Regions from separate parts of the Sus scrofa genome. Here region 1 is linked to region 2. A link is a contact called in public Hi-C data. All regions are on one chromosome and are shown on one strand. The core of a region is the stretch at or near the end of the contact, and the rest is flanking DNA. Distances in the headings are between cores, read along the strand shown. Region 1 overlaps PCBP3 (poly(rC)-binding protein 3). Region 2 holds the start of SLC19A1 (folate transporter 1).

Evidence for each region. A called contact is a pair of places that touch in the nucleus more often than the background predicts.
Region 1: a Hi-C map of epiblast stem cells shows a contact between it and region 2, with 1.8 times the contacts expected there. The contact joins the enhancer-like site here to the promoter of SLC19A1 in region 2. A contact is called at or near these places in 4 of 5 promoter capture datasets (fetal liver, fetal skeletal muscle and liver), 10 of 47 Hi-C or Micro-C datasets (alveolar macrophages, brain, embryonic fibroblasts and 5 more) and 1 of 2 datasets of contacts at active chromatin or transcription factors (skeletal muscle).

Annotation. Positions count from the first base shown.
Region 1 is chr13:208,190,840-208,194,778 of Sscrofa11.1, reverse strand. All of the region lies in intron 2 of PCBP3 (poly(rC)-binding protein 3), which reads right to left. Among named protein-coding and RNA genes, the nearest start is that of PCBP3, 130 kb to the right of the region's middle. Within about 2 kb of position 1,513, at least 8 of the 83 cell types and tissues checked have an H3K27ac peak or open chromatin away from gene starts, as enhancers often do. A contact at or near this core is called in epiblast stem cells, where this site is marked.
Region 2 is chr13:208,005,821-208,009,458 of Sscrofa11.1, reverse strand. It overlaps SLC19A1 (folate transporter 1), which reads left to right and starts at 1,604. Exons shown (of 8, transcript XM_021071539.1): 1 at 1,604-1,811.

The sequences.
Region 1 (3,939 bases), core at 264-2,763, 190 kb before region 2:
GACCCTCACAGTCCCGGTCCCAAGTGGCCCCCGTGCCCGCCCAGGGGCCCTCTTTCCCAGCCTGAACTGTGACTTTAACAAGAGGCCACCCTGCGTCCACAACAAAAGGGCTGGCACGTTATCTGGAGGCAGAGAGGGTGAGGAATAAACTAGAATTTTGGAGAAAAATAGCAAGATGGGCCATAAGGTGGCTTTTCTGCAGAGCAGATCAACTCCGAGGCCGAGGGGCACAAGTGGTGGCGTGACGGGGACAAAGGCAGCAGTATTGTAAACCGGCCCCAAGACAACCGGCTAATCCTTTGAAAACAAAACAACTCAGCACAGGCCACTGCCCCCTGCTTGTCTGTCCACTGTGTCCCCTGCTGGGCAGCAACGTCCCCAACGGAGGGCTGAACACAGCGCCCACGGACCAGCTCATGGCGTGAAGGGCAGAGGTCTGGTCCCTGCACCCACACGACTCGGCCCCTGCTGCCTCCCGCGTAGGCTGAGCGCGGTGCCCGTGGCCGTGGGCTGGCGGCCTGGCTGCACCTCCCGCTGCTGGAGCCAGCCTGAGGGGCTCCTGTGATTCGGTCAGGCCGCCTCCCCCGATTCAGTCAGCTGACCGGGAACCCGGAGTACGTCCACGAAATCCCTTTGCCGAGGGACAGAGCAGAGTCACGGGCCCGTCCCACCTCCCGCCCCTCTAAGGGGGGATTTACAGGCCGGGGTGGGGTGAAGATCCACAGACGGGCTGGAGGCAGGAGGAGGGGCCAGGGCTGGGGCCCGGAGCAGTGAGCAGGGCTGCGGGAGGACGCAGAGCCCCACCGCCCCGGCTCCACTAAAGGCGACGGCTCCCTGACCCCTGGGGACAACCCCTGGGGCCTGGGCACTCCTAGCCTGAGACGCGGCCCCTGAGGGCCTGCTCCGCAGGGGACCCTCAGCTGGACTCCAGGCGGCTGCTCTCAGCCTCAGCTCTTCATTCGAAACAGGAACGAGAAACAGCCACCCTTCAGCGGTGGGGAAGTCCGGGGAACTCTCAAAGGGCTCTGGAATGAAGAAGCCTAAGCCAATCTTGCCAGGATAATTCTCAAGTAAGAATGAGAGATGAGAGAAAGCAGCAGAGAAAAGGGAGGAAGGCATCTTTCTGCAAGGGCCCGGCTCAAACGCCAGGACCCACGTGCCTGCTGGGGTTGGGAAGAGAGGAAGGGCTGTGCCCCGGGAGACACGTGGGACCGACCCCGGGCGCAGGGCCGGGAGCCTGCGGGCGGCTCGGCTCGGGGTGGGAAGAGCTGGGCCTTCAGGCTGGGCCTTCTCCTCCGAACTCGCTCCAGCCTCCAGCCCCCAGCCCCCCGGAGGGCGGCGGGCAGCGTTACCTGCAAGGCCCCTGGTTAGCTTTAGCCCTCTCGGGGCGCCCTCCTCCAGGCAGAGGCCCTGGTGCCCCACGTGCCCCACCAGGTGGCCCCGCGTAGCTAGGAGGGGACTGGAGGCGGCAGGACGAGGTGGGCCAGGCTCCGGGAGGAGGAAGGAGCGGGCTCTCCATGCGCCTGAAGCCTGGCTGGGAGCCTGGCTGGGAGCCGACCTGGCCTCCTCCTGCCTCCAGTGGGGGCAGGGCGCACATCTGCGTTTTGCTGCTCCCTGCCCCCCACGTTCTTCAGAGTATGTTTCTCCCCTCCCCCGCCCCCGTGGGGGGACAGCCCTAGAATCCTCAGGGTCCCTAGACCGTCCACGACGCAGGCGCAGGGTAAGGCGAGGTGGCCGGGGCTGCAGGGCCTGCCCCCTCCATCCTCTGTGCTGAGATCCTGGACACCCATATTCAGCAGGCACCCAGGGATTTGGGGCGACTCAGAGCCAGGCCACTGAGAGCAGGGCTGGGCTCCCCGCCCTCCCAGAGCAAAAGCCGCCAGGCTCCCTCCCCACGGGCCCCACAGGGGTCTGGGAGAGAAGGCTCTGCTCCCACCCGAGGCAAGGAACGGCAGAAACCACTGTTGTCTGCAGCCGGACTGTTCCGAGGGGGCAGAAGATGAACAAAGCAAAAACATAAACAGAATAAAAACAAAATAAATACGTGACATAAAATAAAAACATAGCAGAATGAAAATTAAGATTATTTTAAAGGCCAGGCCTGCAACACAGACAAAAATGTGTAAAGCCACACGGGGTCACCACGCCTGGAAGAAAGGCAGGCTCTGCGGCTCAGAGACCCCGGGCCCCTTCGTCTGCAGGAAGTGACCAGACCCCTGCTGGCACCGCATCGCAGGCAAGCCCGGGGCCGAGGCAGCAGGAGAAAAAAGTCCAGCTGTCTCCAAGGGACTCTGCAAGGGACACGCAACAGATGCCTCAGGGACATAAATTTAAAGAATCAGAACCAAAGTTTTCACGACAAAATACTTTTGTTTTTAAATTGTAATTCTGCCTGACACAGATTGAAGTTTTTGACTTTTTACCGAAAACAGGAAAAATAATAACAAAGAACTCATAGGCATTAAAGAGAAATACTTGAGTATCAGTTAGAAATAGGACCCGGCCCAGCCAATCCTGACTCCAGGGCGGGGGAGAGCCGTTCCCCTGGGTGCGGGCTGTCCTGCCCTGGAGCCCCCTGTCCAGCCGGCTCCCACCTCCTGCAGACCAAGGTGCCTTCCCAAAGCACACGCGGATCCACCTACTTTCAAAGCCCCACGGCCCCGGGGCTCACAGGGCCCATGTCGCTCACGGCCCCGAGCCCCAGGCAGCGCAGCTCCGGCTCTCCCAGACCCTCCCGGCCAGGACAGCAGACCCTTAGGACGGCAAGGGGGGGCCGCACCCAGCAGGGGCCCCTGCTGCTCCCTGGCCCCAGAGGCGCAGCTCTGTGGTGGCTGGACGTGCAACAGGGAGAGGGCGCCTCGGCCCTGGCCAGCTGTGGGCTGGCCCGGGGTGGGGGGGGGTCCCTCGGTGGAGCTGCCATGAGGGTGGCCCCCGGGAAGGAGCCCCAGCTGCGAGGCCCCCGGATGGTGACGATGGCCTCAGGGGAGCAGCACCAGCTCAGGGACGGTGGGCACAGCAGGACGACTGACCGGCTCGGTCACTGTCATCAAGCGACACGGGAGGGGCGGGCGCACGGCCACCGGCGCGGCTGGTTTTTCTCATGCGACTGCTCTGAAGGCTGGGGCGACACAGCCGCCGTGGCTGAGGATCTCTGCCCGCCGCTCGCCTCTCGCCGCACGAGCCAAACACCTGCTTTGGCGGCGGAGCAGCGACGGCCCTGGGCTCGCACACCGGCCCGACTCCCCTACCCCAGGCTGGCCTGCGAGAGCCCCGCCACCAGCCAGGACGGAGACCAAATGACGGCCACCAGCTGGCGCCAGACGTGCAGCCGCGTGGAGAGGAGCCTCGCGGTGAGGCCGTGGGCCGTGGGGTCGGCCGTGGTCCCGCCTGCAGGACCCCAGACCCGCTGTCCGGGGACCTCGGCTCCTTTTCCACCGAGAGGCCACCGACAGGCCATGTGAGGCTGATGTCACACAGGGCACCACTGTCCTCGGGCAGCAGTGAGACCCAGGGCGGGTTGTGACCGAGACCAGCAGTGAGGATGGGAGACGGCGGGTGGACCTCCCGGGGTCAGGCGAGTGGGTGTGGGGACAGGGACGCGCTGGGCCTGGACCTCAGCCTTCCAGAAGGACTTCGGGGCCAGACAGGCAGGGAGAGTGGACGGCAGACGAGGGAGGCCCTGCTGGACCCCAGCCCCGGCACGTGTGGCAGGCCGGGCTGGCTGTGAGGGTGGGCAGCGGGCCACAAGGCCACCATCCAGCCCACATCTCGGGATGAACCTCTTGAGCACAAAGCAGGCACATGCCCCAGATGTGCCCACGTGCCCGGGGAGTCACCCCCAGGTCCTCGGCCGCAGAAGCCCAGCTCCCTCGGGTTGGCCCGTTTCCTGCTTTGCCCCAAAAGGACACATCCCACCCCTTCACACGGGCTCACGTGGTG
Region 2 (3,638 bases), core at 355-2,854:
GGAGGGGAGCCCTCCCTCTTTCCTCAGAGTAACAACGCCCTTGGGGCACCGTCGGGCACCACTGCCCAGTCTGACACTGCAGCCCTGGCCCAGTCCTGGGGGTGAGGGGCAGTGGTGAGCACGACCCCTCCACCCCTGGCCAGGCCCAGCTCCCGCGGGAGCCCTGGGCTTTGTGTGGCCAGGGGCTGGAGCAAGGCCTGGGAAGGCAGGCACTGCCTCTGGCTCTGCAAACACCCACAGGTCAGAGAGCGACCACCGGGTGAGGGACCTGGCGGCAGAGCTCTGAGCCTCACAGTGGGCTCACTCGAGGGGCAGCTGCTCTCTGCACACCTGTGCACAGCTGCGTGTGCCATGGGCGCCCCTCCTTCCTGTCCCCAGGTCAGATTGCTGAGCCTCCATGCTGCCGGGCCCCTGGGTGCTGTCTGTCCAGCTCCCTAACCCTCCCCTCTTCCCAGTAACAGCCCCTGTCTGGCCTCCAAGGGCTGCCCTGCCGGTCTGACCCAGGGCCCAGTTCCCAGACCTGCCCAATTGCGTGGCTGACCGCTGCCTCCTATGCTGCGCCCCTTCGTGGCTGCCTTTTGGACAGGGCCGGGGAGGAGCCGCCTTTTGCGATCAGGACCCCAGCCTCCAGGTTCTCCCTCCTCCAGTAGAGGGGGGTGGGGAGTGGGGCTGCCACAGGGGGAGGGGGTGGGTGGCTTCCCACTGCTCCAGCCCGAGCGTCACGGCCTGGGCAGTGCCCCCTTCGGCCACGACCTGGCGCAGGGGCCTCCCTGACCCAGACCGGCCAAGTCCAGGGAGGGTGGTCCTGCCCAGAAGGGGGGTGGGGGGACAGGCACTGGCAAGGAGACGGTGACAGCCCCACACAAGGACAGGCTGTGCCCTCCCTCGGGCCCCTCCAGGTCCTCAGGCAGGCCTCCCCTTCCGCTCTGTCCCGCCAGAGCTACGGCCTGTCCTTTGTCTTCGCGCCCCTCCCCCAACTCGCTCTGCTTCCCTCTGGCAGCTGAGCGGGCGCGGGGACAGAGTCCCGAGGAGTCGGGGGAGTCGGGGGAGCCGACTGCGCGCCCAGGCAGCCGCCAGACCAGAATTGGGTCAGGGTGACCCGCACAAGGGCAGCTGCCTGGGGGGAGGAGGACTCCTTCCAACCCCACTGTCCTGTCCTGCCTGGCTTAGTGACCAATGTCCCTGGCTTGCGTTTTCGGGTTGGCCAGAGACGGAAAGAACTTAAAAAGCGCACGAACTTCTAGCTCAGGAGGGCAGCGGGACAGGCTGCGAAGTCAGGGGTCCAGCACTCGCCCAAGGGGCGGTCACAGCTGGGAGTGGGTTTGTGCCTCCGTGCAGGGTCGGGTCCCGGGAGGCCTCCAGCACATCCCGAGCTGCGACCGTATGACCGGAGCCCGGTGCTGCGTGGGTGGGCGCTAGGGGCGCGCGAGCAGCTCTCGGGAGGGGGCTCCGGGGGTGTGGTGGGGACTGCGGGGCGGGTGGACGCACGGGGGAGTCGCCTGCGCCGTGTGACTAGGGGCGCAGGACTAGGGGGGTGGCAGCAGGGTGCGCTGGGGTGGGGATGGCGTCCCGGGATTCGGGGCTTGGGGTTCGGGGCGTGCGCGCGAAGCTGCTGCGCCCGTCCGACGCGGACCGCGGGGTCGACCGCGGGGCGCGCGCCTGAGACCTTGCGGCTGGGGTCGGTGGTGACGTGTGGCGGGGGCGGGACCAGGCGCGCCCCTCCCCCAGTCTCCCGGAAGCGTGCCGCCGCGGGGCATTGTGGGCATTGTGGTCCTGGGGGGCACAGAGCTCGGGAGGCCGCGAGCTGGCAGGTACTTGGGTGCGCGGTCCGTGAGAAGTGTGGGGGCGCGGGTCGGGGGCTGCAGGGGCCCGGAGTGGGCGTGGGGGCGCAGGCTGAGGACTGCAGGGAGCGCGGCCGGAGCGCGGGGACGAGTGCCCGGGCTCCGAGTGCCGGGGTGGGCGCAGGGGTGCAGGCCGAGGGCTGCAGGGGGAGCGCGGTCCAGGGGGAGCGCGGACTGCACGGGCTCCTGGTGCCCAGGTAGGCGCTGAGGCGGGGGCTGGGGGCTGCGGGGCCTGGGGTGGGGGCGGGTTGCATGGGCCCTTAGTGCGGGGGTTGCGGGGCCTGGGGGGAGCGTGGGGCGCATGAGCCCCTGGTGACGGGTGGGCGCTGGGGCGCTCGCGGGCATGCAGGAGCCATCAGCCCCACGTGCAGCCTCGGCGCTCGTGGGAACCTGGCGCGTGCTCTGAGACTCTGTCACTTTTGGAGCCTCGCGTGTGGGAAGCCCCCGGTGCCTTTGTGGTCTGCCAAGCCCTTGTCGTTTCCTGCGCCTGGAGTCTAGTTGGGAACAACTTCCTTTTGGAGTAGCTTTTGGCTCGGTTGGAGCCCAGCGCTGGAGGTGGTCCAGGGCAGTGGGGCAGTTACGCCTCTGTCAGGTCGTGTCTGCAGCTCTTGTCCTGGAGAGTTCAGGGAGTGGCCAGGCACACACATGGGTTGGTGGTATTCCTCACCCCACTGGGGTCCCAGCCGCAGGTCTCAGGGGACAGGTTAGAATCTGAGCTGGCTCCAAAATTCAAAACGCAGCAGGAAGGAGCTGTTGTCCAGGCTGCCCAAAGGAAGCCCTGCAAAGAGGTGACCAGGGAGACTGGGGGGCTTCCACAAGCCAGACCGAATCAGCAGAACCACGGCTCTCTGCAGGTCGAGGAGCTGGCTGCCCAGGCCCCAGGGCTCCTGGCTGGGGCTCACCCCCTGCTGGGCTGGACTGCCTGGCTCTGCGTCTTTGTCCTCTTGTGTTGGCACGTTGCTTACCCAGAGGGAGGGCTTTGGTGGGTTCAGTATCCCTGCGTATTAGAGTGTTTATGTTGGGCAGAGCTGACCAGCGCCTCCAGAGGGGCTTCATGTCCACAGTGGTGACGGAGCAAGGATTTTATTTTACTCTCTGGAGCGCAGAGGCTTGTCCCCTGATCCGGGAGGGGCAGAGGGCTTTTCTCTGTGAAAAACTGGCAGGTGTTAGCCTGCTCCGGGCAGCTGGGGCCAAATGGCAAACCGGAGGTGGTGTTTGCTGTTGTTTTGTTTGCTGGGAGGACGGAGCAGGGGGAGCACCTGGTGCCCCACCCCCCAGGGCAGGTGCCGGCCGGGTGGTCAGGGGGTCTGGGAACCACAGCCTTCTTCTGAAGGTCCTCGGTCCTCGTCCTCGCCACAACCCCCGGCTGGCCGTGCTGCCTTCTGTGCCCTGCCACCCGCTTGCCCTGCGCTCGGGCACCCCCCTCATTTGCCTTCTGCGCTGTTTCTGCACCGCGAGCATGCGTCCCTGTGCCTCCCCTCCCCGGCCTGAGTGTGTGGAGGGGACGTTAGTCTTAGCGGTGGCAGCTGACCGCCTCGCCTGTCCGTGCTGGTGATTAAGCTGGAGTAAACGAAGAGCATGAGCCCTGACGCCGACAAACCCGGAGCACATCAGCCCGGCCTCGCTGGGGAGAACCAGGCTTCTGCATCCCCTGTCCCCGTGCCCAGCCCAGTGTGGCACAGGTAGCCTCTCCTGCCCAAGGCCCCGCTTCCTGCGTGGCGGTCATGCTCCTGGGATGGCCGAGCCCCTCCTGAGCCTGCCGTCCAGCCGGTGGGCGCACGAACTGGCAGCCCTCGG